3 separate regions of the Rattus norvegicus genome follow, and all the other regions are linked to region 2. A link is a contact called in public Hi-C data. All regions are on one chromosome and are shown on one strand. The core of a region is the stretch at or near the end of the contact, and the rest is flanking DNA. Distances in the headings are between cores, read along the strand shown.

Region 1 (3,298 bases), core at 186-2,685, 380 kb after region 2:
CAAGCTGCTGCCCAGAGCTTCCAAAATATATGAATAAGCAGTCAGCCCATCTTAAAGCACAAAGTCAGTCTGAGATTATGGAGTTGTGTCCATCCTCTGGGGCTTTACAAAGTGAATCAGTACTTTACAGTCGACCTTTTGGAACGGCATTTATCTAAAAAGTTCTGCTGCTTACAGAACCCGTGACTCCTAATTATTCTCATCTAACAGATTCCTCAAATATATGAATAATGATTACAGCTGGATTTACTGGTAAACTAATACCAGAGAAGTTTATATGATTTACTGGGCCTATCAAAGCTTAAACCTAAATTATTCTGACTAAAACACGTTTGACTAGATATAAGGTGTAAGGCAACACGCTGTTTGTAGTCTGAAAGCCAATACTTTTACTTTTTAGTGGGGAAAAACCCACTAAAAATCACCTCCTCCCAAATGTATCACGATTACAATCTTTACAATAAAAATAGCCCAGTCCATATGTTATCCTATACTATTCCCGATACACATGGTCCCACTGTTATTCACTGTCTTCTATCAAACCTCAAAACGGCATTCTTTCAATTTTCCCAGCTTACACATCCCTATCCCTTTAATAAAAACAGGAGTTACAGAACTTCAAGAGAATTAAACAAAGATAAGAAAAGTTGAAAAAGTATAGGCGGCCTCTGCACCCAAGTTCTTTTCTTTTACATCTAAGAACCTGTCATTTATTTCACCCGCCTCCTGGGCGTTCCTGGACAATCCACTTACTAACAGTACAAAAAAGACTTGCGAGCAGGTTCTTTATGTGGCCTCTCTGTCCTAGCTTTACTATTTAATCATTCAATCCTTCCAGCTTTATCCTGACATCAAGTATCAAACTCACGCAAACCCTAGATAGATCCACCAGACGCCATACACTATCTTCTTCAACACGTTCTAGTTCAATGTGAAACCTCCTCAATATCGGTCCCTCCCTTTAGGAGCCTTTCCTGGATTCCCAACATAGTCTCAGGGCTCCAAACTCCCCAACTCTGCTAAACACCATCCAAGCTGGGTTACACCCTCTCCAACCTGAAATCCCCACGCCTTCCGGGGCCTCAATCACCAAGCCCAGCACCCGCCCCATGTCGAGTCCCTCCCTGTCCCTTTGGGGTCCTTTCCGCCGGCCTGGCCAGACCCCTATCAGCTCAAGCTGCTCCCAGGCCCGGCTCTCCGGCCCCAGCACTCCAGCTCCGCCCCCAGCCCCTCACCGAGCAGCAGCAGCTTCACTTCTTTGGCCGCTTTCTCTCCGTCCTCCCGCAAGTTGCGGTCGATCATCTTACTCCGCTCCACCGCCGCCTTGTCCTCGGCGCTCAACGTGCAGCCCATGACGGCGGCCGGAGAGGGGACCGGGCCCTGGCTCACTCACACACCGCGGGAACCGCGACACACCGGCTGAGACGCGTCTTCTGCTGGGCGGTGGCCTTCTCCGTCAGCTCCCCTAGCGCCCGGAAGAACCGGATAGCTGCTGTTTACGACACTTCCGGCGACGCCCAGCGGCCGTTACAACTTAGAGCGCTGTGGCAGTGGGAGGCGGGGGAGGTACGGAAAGCGGAAGTTCCTGAGAACCTGGTTGTTCCTGTGAACCGCACCTCCCAGCTTTAATACCCTGTTACTTCTTGGGCTCCTGGACTTAGATTCCAAGTGTAGAAAAAGGGGAACTTCCAGCACATGTTGTGCTCTTGAGGACACAATGGAAGTTTAGCGGTGAGGATCAGATTCCCAAACGAACTCACAGCCCTCTGGGTAATCTCCCTCTCCATTAGGAAAAAAACAAAACAAAACCCTTTCCTTTTCATCTGTGATTGTGGAGCCGGGGTCTCTGCCCAAAGCCGTATGTTGGACACTTCAGCCAAAGTTCCCTCAGTCTGATCTTTGAGTTGCCCAGCCTGGGTTTTCATCCATTCCTCAGGCTATGCCCATTATGCCAAGTATATCTTTGGTCCTTCTGCTACTGCTTATGAATTTCTGTAACCTGTACGTTTGCCTGGCACTATGTTGGCAAAGGATCACTTGATTGCTAGCAAGTAATAGAACGTTAAAATAGTAATTATTAGGACATGAAAATAGCTGTAGTTCATTTATAACATTTCCATGCTTCCCTTTCTCCCATAGAAACCGGTGGCTCTACATTGGGGACTTAGTTCCATACCCAGAAGAAATAAACCAGCGCATCCTTCTTTAATCTAACAAGAGATCCTATGTGATATCCACAGAAAAGAGGAAGTTTGGTAAAAGTCGCCTCTCTACTATCTCCTGAATATTTGTGAATCATAACCCTGTGAGAATATCCAGAAGTACCTTTACTGTCAAAAACCCCACAATGACTCTCACCACCCATTTTAGGAAGGAGCACTTTTTGCAGCTGTTGAAACTTTCCCCCGGAATTTAAAAACATTTCTCTAGTAGGAGGTAAACTTAAAATACAAATTCCTAACAGAAAGGTCTCTATAGTGAAAAATTAATTAATTAGAACCATTTAATTAGATTAACCTTGTCCAGGTCACCCACAATGCTTATCAATTCCAAGTCTAATAAGTCTCCCACTCATTTCCAAATGACCATTAAAAAGAAATAGTCTGCTCTTCCTTTCTGATTAGTACTGGGGGGGGGGGTCAAACGGAAAGGGAAAACAACATTTATTGAGTACCAGATAGGCGCTTCCATGTCTCATCTCTTAATCCTCACAACAACCCTGTGAGGTAGGTAATATTGATCCCCATTGTCACTGATGAGGAAATAGGCATGGAGAACTTAAGTACCTTTCCCACATTCCACAGTAAGCACATCTGCCTAGGTTCAACGTCACGCCTTCTTTCTACCAGACCTCTAGAAGGCGCTGCTTGGAGACACCTGACAACAGAGAGTCTATAAAGTTTTTGGATGGCAGTCGCCTCAATACCAAGATGTTGGCAAAACTAACTGACTGGATTGTCTCACCCTGTTGCTTCCCCAACATGTGAGGGAGATTGTGTTTAGGAACAGCTTTTAAGAGCTAAGGATAGTATATTGAACATAACCAACCTGTCCCACTAACTAGAAAATTCCTGGAAGGTGGTCACAGCCAAAGTTGTGGAGAAAGTTCTCTTCATATTAAAGGAAAGTTTTGTTTCCCCTATGAGCTATCTGTTCCTTCAGCCAGGGGAAAATGACAACTTACTGGTTAACAGCAGCAAGATCTCAGCGTCAGGTTATTTCAATGTGAATTAGAGATATCCTTGCTCTTAAAATGTCCTTTTAATGTGAAGCAAGGATTGTAGAGCAAAGCTAAAAA
Region 2 (3,036 bases), core at 174-2,673:
TTCCCAATCAGTAAAGTCTCTGCAGAGACCTGGCTGGACTGCCGGACTGAACCCTCCGACTCATCTTGTCTAATTCTGCCTCCTCTCGTTTCCCCTTCTAGTCTTTCTTCTTCCTTTCTTCTCTCTCTCTTTCTCTCTCTCTCTCTCTCTCTCTCTCTCTCTCTCTCTCTCTCTGCTTGTTGCTTACTGTTTAAGTTTTCATCCCTTCCCCACCTAACCCCATCTCCTGCCTCTCACTGGCCCCCCTCCCTATGGTTCTACTTTTCTCTCCCCTAAACACCTGCAACCCTCTCTTCTGCCTATAACAGTTCTGTTCCTACCCTCTAGGTTTTCCCTCTCATTCTCCCCAGAAGCAAACCCACTTGCTGTTCATTGAAAGTACCATCCTCCACTCTGTAAGTGCCACACCGTATCATCTGCTGCCACTACTGGGGACACGTGTGAGCAGCCCACCATCCTCTGCAGCTCTGAACTCTCCTTGCACTTTCCTCAGTCAGACGCACAGCCCAGAATAGCCCCATCTCATTGAACCAAATTCTTCAAGAACAGATTCAGGTCCAGTTCCCCTCAGAGAGCCGCCCAGGTCCCTAACAGTTCCTGCACCTCCATTGAACAAGTAGCAGCATGCCTGTCTCCTTTTTGCTGCCAACAGGTTGCTCAGCACAGGTCCTGACATAAAGTTGGGTGACCCTGAATTTTCCCTACCCAGAAGACCCACTCCCAATTGGGGCCTAAAACCATGTGCAACAGCCAAAGGGAGATGTCTACTGGGGATGATGCCACACTCGGGTCTCTGTCACTCGGAAACTGGTTGACCACCCTGGCAGACACTGGGCCCGTACCAATTGCTGCAAACCTCCCCCACCCCCACCCCCGCCTTCATATCTCTCTCTCTCTCTCTCTCTCTCTCTCTCTCTCTCTCTCTCTCTCTCTCTCTCTCTCTCTCTCTCTCTCTCTCTCTCCTGCCTGTGGGTAGCTCAGTGTTCTCCTCCGTGCAATGGGATGAGCAACCTTCCCTTTACCTCGCAAAGCGCTGGAGTCCTGGGAGCAGCTATTGAAATACCGCGGGCCTCAGCCCTGTTCTAGAAGCAATAAGGAAGCCAGAACCCAGGGCCGGGAAGCCTGGGCAGCTGGCGAAAAGGGGCCGCGCCGAGCCGCCTGCTGCTTGCTGCAGAGCTCCTGTCCCAGCCCAGCCCGGGCCCCGCGCGCCACGGTTGCAGCTTACCGAAGAAGGGCAGCGCCCCGCGGCGCCCCGCGCGGTCATACGGGCAGCTGGGTCCCGGCACGGCGTGTTGGCCGCCCTGGTTCGTTCGCTTCCTTGCTCGCTAGTGGCTGGAGAGCCTGCGCCGCGGTCGAGGGCCACGCTGCTGTCCCGGGATGCAGAGAGCCGCAGCGACACCGAGAGCACCGAGGCAAACTTTCACTTTCCCCTGGCCGAGCTTCGCTGGCCAGTCCTCGGCACAGCCTTTTAAGCGGGCGGGCTGGCGGGGCATGTGGTTTATGGGAAATCACCCTGGCCCTCCGCCAGACACACACACACACACACACACACACACACACACACACACACACACACAAAACACACTCACAGGCACTGACACATACTACACCCCAGAGGCCCACTGAACCGCCGACTCCCTTCCCCCAAGCGGGCCGCCTAGTCCTCCCCGCTAGCTCTCTTTCCAGTCGCTCTGTGGCTGTGCAAGCTCCGCAGCCTTCAGCAGAGTAACCGGGGCTCCACCGCCCTCCCCCTCCTCTCTCGAGCACTGGACAAGACACTGCCTTTCCTTCTGTGCTCGCCACTGTTGTCAATCTCGTGTGATTGTTCTCTGTCTAATGCTGGCCCCTAGGGACTTTCCCCTCCAGGCCCAAAAATCCTCAAATCTGAGCAGGAAAAGGCAGAGTACATTGAACAGGACTTGAATGGGGATGGACCAGCACAGATGACCGAGGCCTCTCTGCTGTAGCTCCATTCAACTCTTATGGAGCCCAGGGCAGCAGGTTTGCAAGTTGGCTTGCTCCCTCCTATGTATGTTTTGTCCAAAGAACCGGCTAAATTCCCTGTCCCCTGGCTATAGGGACAATCCAGCTACCTGGTCAGGAGAGGAGGGATCTGGTCCTGTGACAACTAGCCGGGTGGTTCTGTATTCTGTGCCAGAAGCTCCAGGTGCTTGACTTGAAAAGGAAGCTGGTCCCCTGCTCTTGGGCTGCTGAACCCAGCTCAGGTGGACAGGTTGGTGTGCCTGGGCCCTTGGTTTCCCTCAACTCTGTTGGAAATGCATTTGTGGAGACAATCACATTTTGTCTTTACATGAGAATGAATCTAAATTAACTGATCAAGAGGAGCCTATTAATTATACTGCCAACAGCTGGACCTTTTTCTTCCTTGCATTCATCCTGATTCGATGTGTTTTAATCCCTTCATGCCCAGATGAATGGCCTGGTCTCAAAGAGGCACCTTTTGTCACTTATCCTCCAGATCCCTTGCTCAGCCTGGCTCTGAGCAATAATGTCACTCCCATAAGCCTTTGCTCAGGCTGCTTCCTCGAACATGAAGTCTTCTTTTCCCCATCCATCTTAAGGTGAATGTCTCATCTGGTCAGGTTGTAATCAATCACATCTTATCTTCGTCTTGCAAAGCTTCCTGAGATGCTTCAGGCTGGTACAGAGTTCCTTTTTTTCTGTGTCCCCACTGGACTCAGCCCATTCCTCCCAGTTAAATTGGCATTCATTCACTCCCTACATTATTTTAAACTGGTGGTTCTCAATTTGTGGGTGGCAACCTCTTTGGGGTTGCACATCAGATACCCTGCATGTCATATGTTTTATATTGCAATTCATAACAGTAGCAAACTTACAGTTATGAGGTAGCAATGGAATAATTTTATGGCAGCGGGGGTCGGGGTGGGGGCTCACCACACCATGAGGAGCTGTATTAAAAGGTCTCAGCATTAAGAAGGTTTAGAACCATTGTATACTAGTGATACTAGTGATTACATTTGACCTGCACCCTGAGCAGGAGCCTTCCTCTAGGTG
Region 3 (3,444 bases), core at 146-2,645, 310 kb after region 2:
GGAGCCAGCTCACCCCCAACCTCACTGACCCTGGCGTTTCTCTCTTGGGGGCAGGAGGAGAACGCCTGAAATCTCAGTTCTTAGGAGGCAGAATGACTGCTGCTAATTCAAAGCCAGACAGGAAAAACAAAACAAAAAAACAAAACAAACAGGGGTTGGGGATTTAGCTCAGTGGTAGAGCGCTTGCCTAGCAAGCACACGGCCCTGGGTTCGGTCCTCAGCTCCGGAAAAAACAAAAACAAAACAAAATCGAAGCCAGCCAGGGCTACATGGTGAGGTCAAGCCTGGGATAGAGAGAGTGGGGCTACGATGCTGCCTGACGTGCAAAGCAGCCCAAGCACATTACACACTCACACGGAAAGAACTTTGACAGGGTGCAGGGTGCTAGAAACAGCCTAGTCCCCTCGTTTCCTTTCATAGGGCCCCAGGCTGGGGTAGGCTGGGCTTTACTCTCCTACCTGAAGTTTCAGGGCTCACTCTGCCAGCTAACAGGCTCACAAGCAGGCCAGTTTTTCAGGAGCGAAGTGGAGACGGCCATCTATCTAACCACTCATGTGGCTGCTTTGCCGACAGGAGAGACAGCAGAGGCAGACAGGGAGAAGCACTGACCTGAAGGCCGGACCAATCTTCTCTGGAAGAAGGCGGGAGGCAGGGCTCTCCTGAGCCCTGTGCAGACCCTGCATCTGATTCTGAGGACCCTCCCCTCCAAGAGTAACCAACATTCAAATGCACCCATATCTTCATTTGACGTAACTTGTCTTTGGTTTAAACTAAAGGGGCCCCCTTCAACTCGCTTTTGAAGTTGCTTTTGAAGTTACCAGACTATGAGTAACTCATTTAGTTTAGAACTGGCTATGACTACAGTCATGCTGCGGATTCTGGAGTGTTTGCCAAATCCAGTTTACAAACTGTTTCCAAATATAATGACATTTGTAGGGATACTAAAATTAACAAATATTGAAGTTGACATGCTATTTTCTGAAGGCATTTCTTTAAACATTTGTTAGTTTCGATTTCTCTTCTTTTTCTTATTTTATAGCCTCCAAAGTTCTAGCTCCCCAGCCTTCCTTGAGCCTTTGAAAGTCCACTCTGCGGGGTTTACATCCAAAACCGGCGACCCTGGGTCACCCCCAACTCCAGATGCTCATGAGCCCCTGCAGCTTCTGTCTGGAGAGACCACCTACCCCAAGTCATCAACCAGGCAAGGTCAAGTTGAGCGACTTTGCTCCCATATGGAAGACAAAGTGAATTATTGAACATTAGACTAAACATGAGTTAATGTTTAAATGTTCTATTGGACTTTCCTTGAATAAATTCACCCAGGAGGCAATAGTGTGACAGCATTTGGATGAGCGCAAGAAACGTCCCCACCTGCACCTCTCCAGCTCCCCAGGAGGGGGCGCCCTCAGAGCAGCCCAGGTTGCTGTCTACTTGGCTACTTGCAGTGCCTAGGTGTGTAGACGTCACCCTGTGCCAGTCCAAGGGCCACAAGGGGTTAAAGTTCTTCTACTGTTTTCATGCCGGGGCATTTTAAAGCATTGGTTTTAAAAGTCCACCACCAATCTCAACCCAGCAAGTGAGAGGGAGGTTCCTGCCCCAGCCAGGACTACACAGTGAATTCAAGGTCAGCCTTTGGAGGGTGGTAAGGTGCTACCTTCCTCAGGAGGGGTCCACACTCAGCCCCCACACAGGTCACATGGAGGGGCTGGCAGGGAGCCTGTATTAGAGGTCCGACCAGGCAGAGGGCAAGCAAGCCAGGAAAGGGCTTTGCCTCATCCTATCAAGTGAAATAGACATCTCAAACTGGGCAATTAATTCTCTCTTATGGGCATGCAGGTTAGCATGAGACTCTCAAGCCTTGTGCAAACCAAAGCTAAAGCTTACTAGAATCTTACTTAATGCTTTAAATCCAGTTCAACACGAGGAAAGCATTATGGGTAAGGACCTGGAGGCACAAAGAAGGAAGCATCTTGCCTGAGGTCGCACAGATCAGGAGTAGAGCTGAGGCCAGGGGTCATGGCTCCACAGTGCGCAGCCAGTCACACTCCAGGCCTACTTACTACTCCTTCTACATCTTGAGCATGTGCGCATATGCACGTGCCACGGAGCATGTTCCTGGAGGGGTTTTCCAGAATCAACTTTCACTTTCCACGATGTAAAACCCAAGCACTGAGCCAGGGCGCTAGGCTTGGCATCAATGACCTCTACCAGCTACCATCGACCATCTACCTCTACCATCTCACAAGCCCAGGCCTGGTTATTCTCAACAGAGAAAAGCTACGGTGGTAAACCGTCATGGGGCAGGACACAGCAATAAAATTTACATCTATAGATGGCAGTAACAGAACGTGAAAGATGGGTTAATAATTTTAAAGGTAAATTTAACAAGAACATAGTCTCGATTCAAACTCCCTTGAACTTATCATGTGGCGGCATGATCTCCACACAGAGAAGGCTTTGTGGAAGACCAGCCTGAGCTGCACAGGAGGCCGGGTCTCAAAAACAAACAAAATGCTACTTGCAAACAAGAAGTGGGGATGGCAAGGTAACTCAGTAAGTGATGGGTGCCAAGCCTTCCCACCTGACCCTTCACCAGGACCCATGTGGTAGGAGGACCAAGTGACCTCCACATATGCTCCATGACGAGTTCATGCAGATGCACACATGTATGCACATGCGCGAGCACACAATATGTAATAAAAAGGCTTTTTGAAGAAAAAAAGAACTAGAAGGAAAATGTCAATATGTAAAATATATTCGTGCATACATATAGCTCAGGTATGTGGTCATACTTGGTACAACTGGTAGTGGGAATGGGCTTTTTGCTTCCTATTTTCCTATATCGTCAAAGAACCCCCTTTAAGAAATCTTTTCTACAGAAGCATTTTATTTATACGTGTGTCTTTGTTTTGTATTCCCAGAAAAAGATTCCCGGTATCTCCCTCCTGTGTTTTCATCTCAGTCCGTGCTGTCTTCTAAAGATGTCAGTACGATGGAGCCAAGCCAGCGGGCGGGAGTGGATCATTCTGCCTGTTTCTCTAGATCTCTGAGCTGCACATCAGTCAGATCTGGGGCTGACCATGCCATACCTGGTTAGCCTGGTGGTGACGTTCATTTCCAGCTGTTGTGGTCATCAGTGATGACCACCACGTCCATGTTTCCTACTGGCAGTTAGGAGCCAGGGATGTGTCTCTTCAGCCTTGTTTATACTGGAGAACGTCAGCCAGTAAGTTCATGTGACCCATTATCAAAGCAGAGTCCCTTATCGTTTAAAGGTTGCTGATTCCTAGGCTGTGTGTACCGCTCACTAACCTAGTGTATATAGTCCTGTGTTCAGTCCCTAGCACCACAAAATCAAGCTTTAAAAAGGATGTTTTTCAAAAGATCCACTCTTGATGAATGTTTAAGAGAAATGTCTGAAAAATGAAAAACCAAAGTCCAGGT

The links. A called contact is a pair of places that touch in the nucleus more often than the background predicts.
Region 1: a Hi-C map of kidney shows a contact between it and region 2, with 2.5 times the contacts expected there. The contact joins the promoter of Gnai3 here to the promoter of Csf1 in region 2. A contact is called at or near these places in 3 of 12 Hi-C or Micro-C datasets (the Rat2 cell line, kidney and mammary epithelial cells).
Region 3: a Hi-C map of liver shows a contact between it and region 2, with 3 times the contacts expected there. The contact joins the enhancer-like site here to the promoter of Csf1 in region 2. A contact is called at or near these places in 3 of 12 Hi-C or Micro-C datasets (frontal cortex, liver and mammary epithelial cells).

Annotation. Positions count from the first base shown.
Region 1 is chr2:198,467,439-198,470,736 of GRCr8, forward strand. Gnai3 (G protein subunit alpha i3) reads right to left here and starts at 1,436. Exons shown (of 9, transcript NM_013106.2): 1 at 1,236-1,436. The coding sequence starts at 1,353. It overlaps LOC134485670 (a long non-coding RNA gene), which reads left to right and starts at 1,591. Exons shown (of 3, transcript XR_010063915.1): 1 at 1,591-1,731; 2 at 2,140-2,255; 3 at 2,850-3,142.
Region 2 is chr2:198,083,045-198,086,080 of GRCr8, forward strand. It overlaps Csf1 (colony stimulating factor 1), which reads right to left and starts at 1,424. Exons shown (of 9, transcript NM_023981.4): 1 at 1,226-1,424. The coding sequence starts at 1,264.
Region 3 is chr2:198,390,971-198,394,414 of GRCr8, forward strand. No RefSeq gene overlaps it. Among named protein-coding and RNA genes, the nearest start is that of Ampd2, 14 kb to the right of the region's middle. Within about 2 kb of position 1,396, at least 4 of the 93 cell types and tissues checked have an H3K27ac peak or open chromatin away from gene starts, as enhancers often do. A contact at or near this core is called in liver, where this site is marked.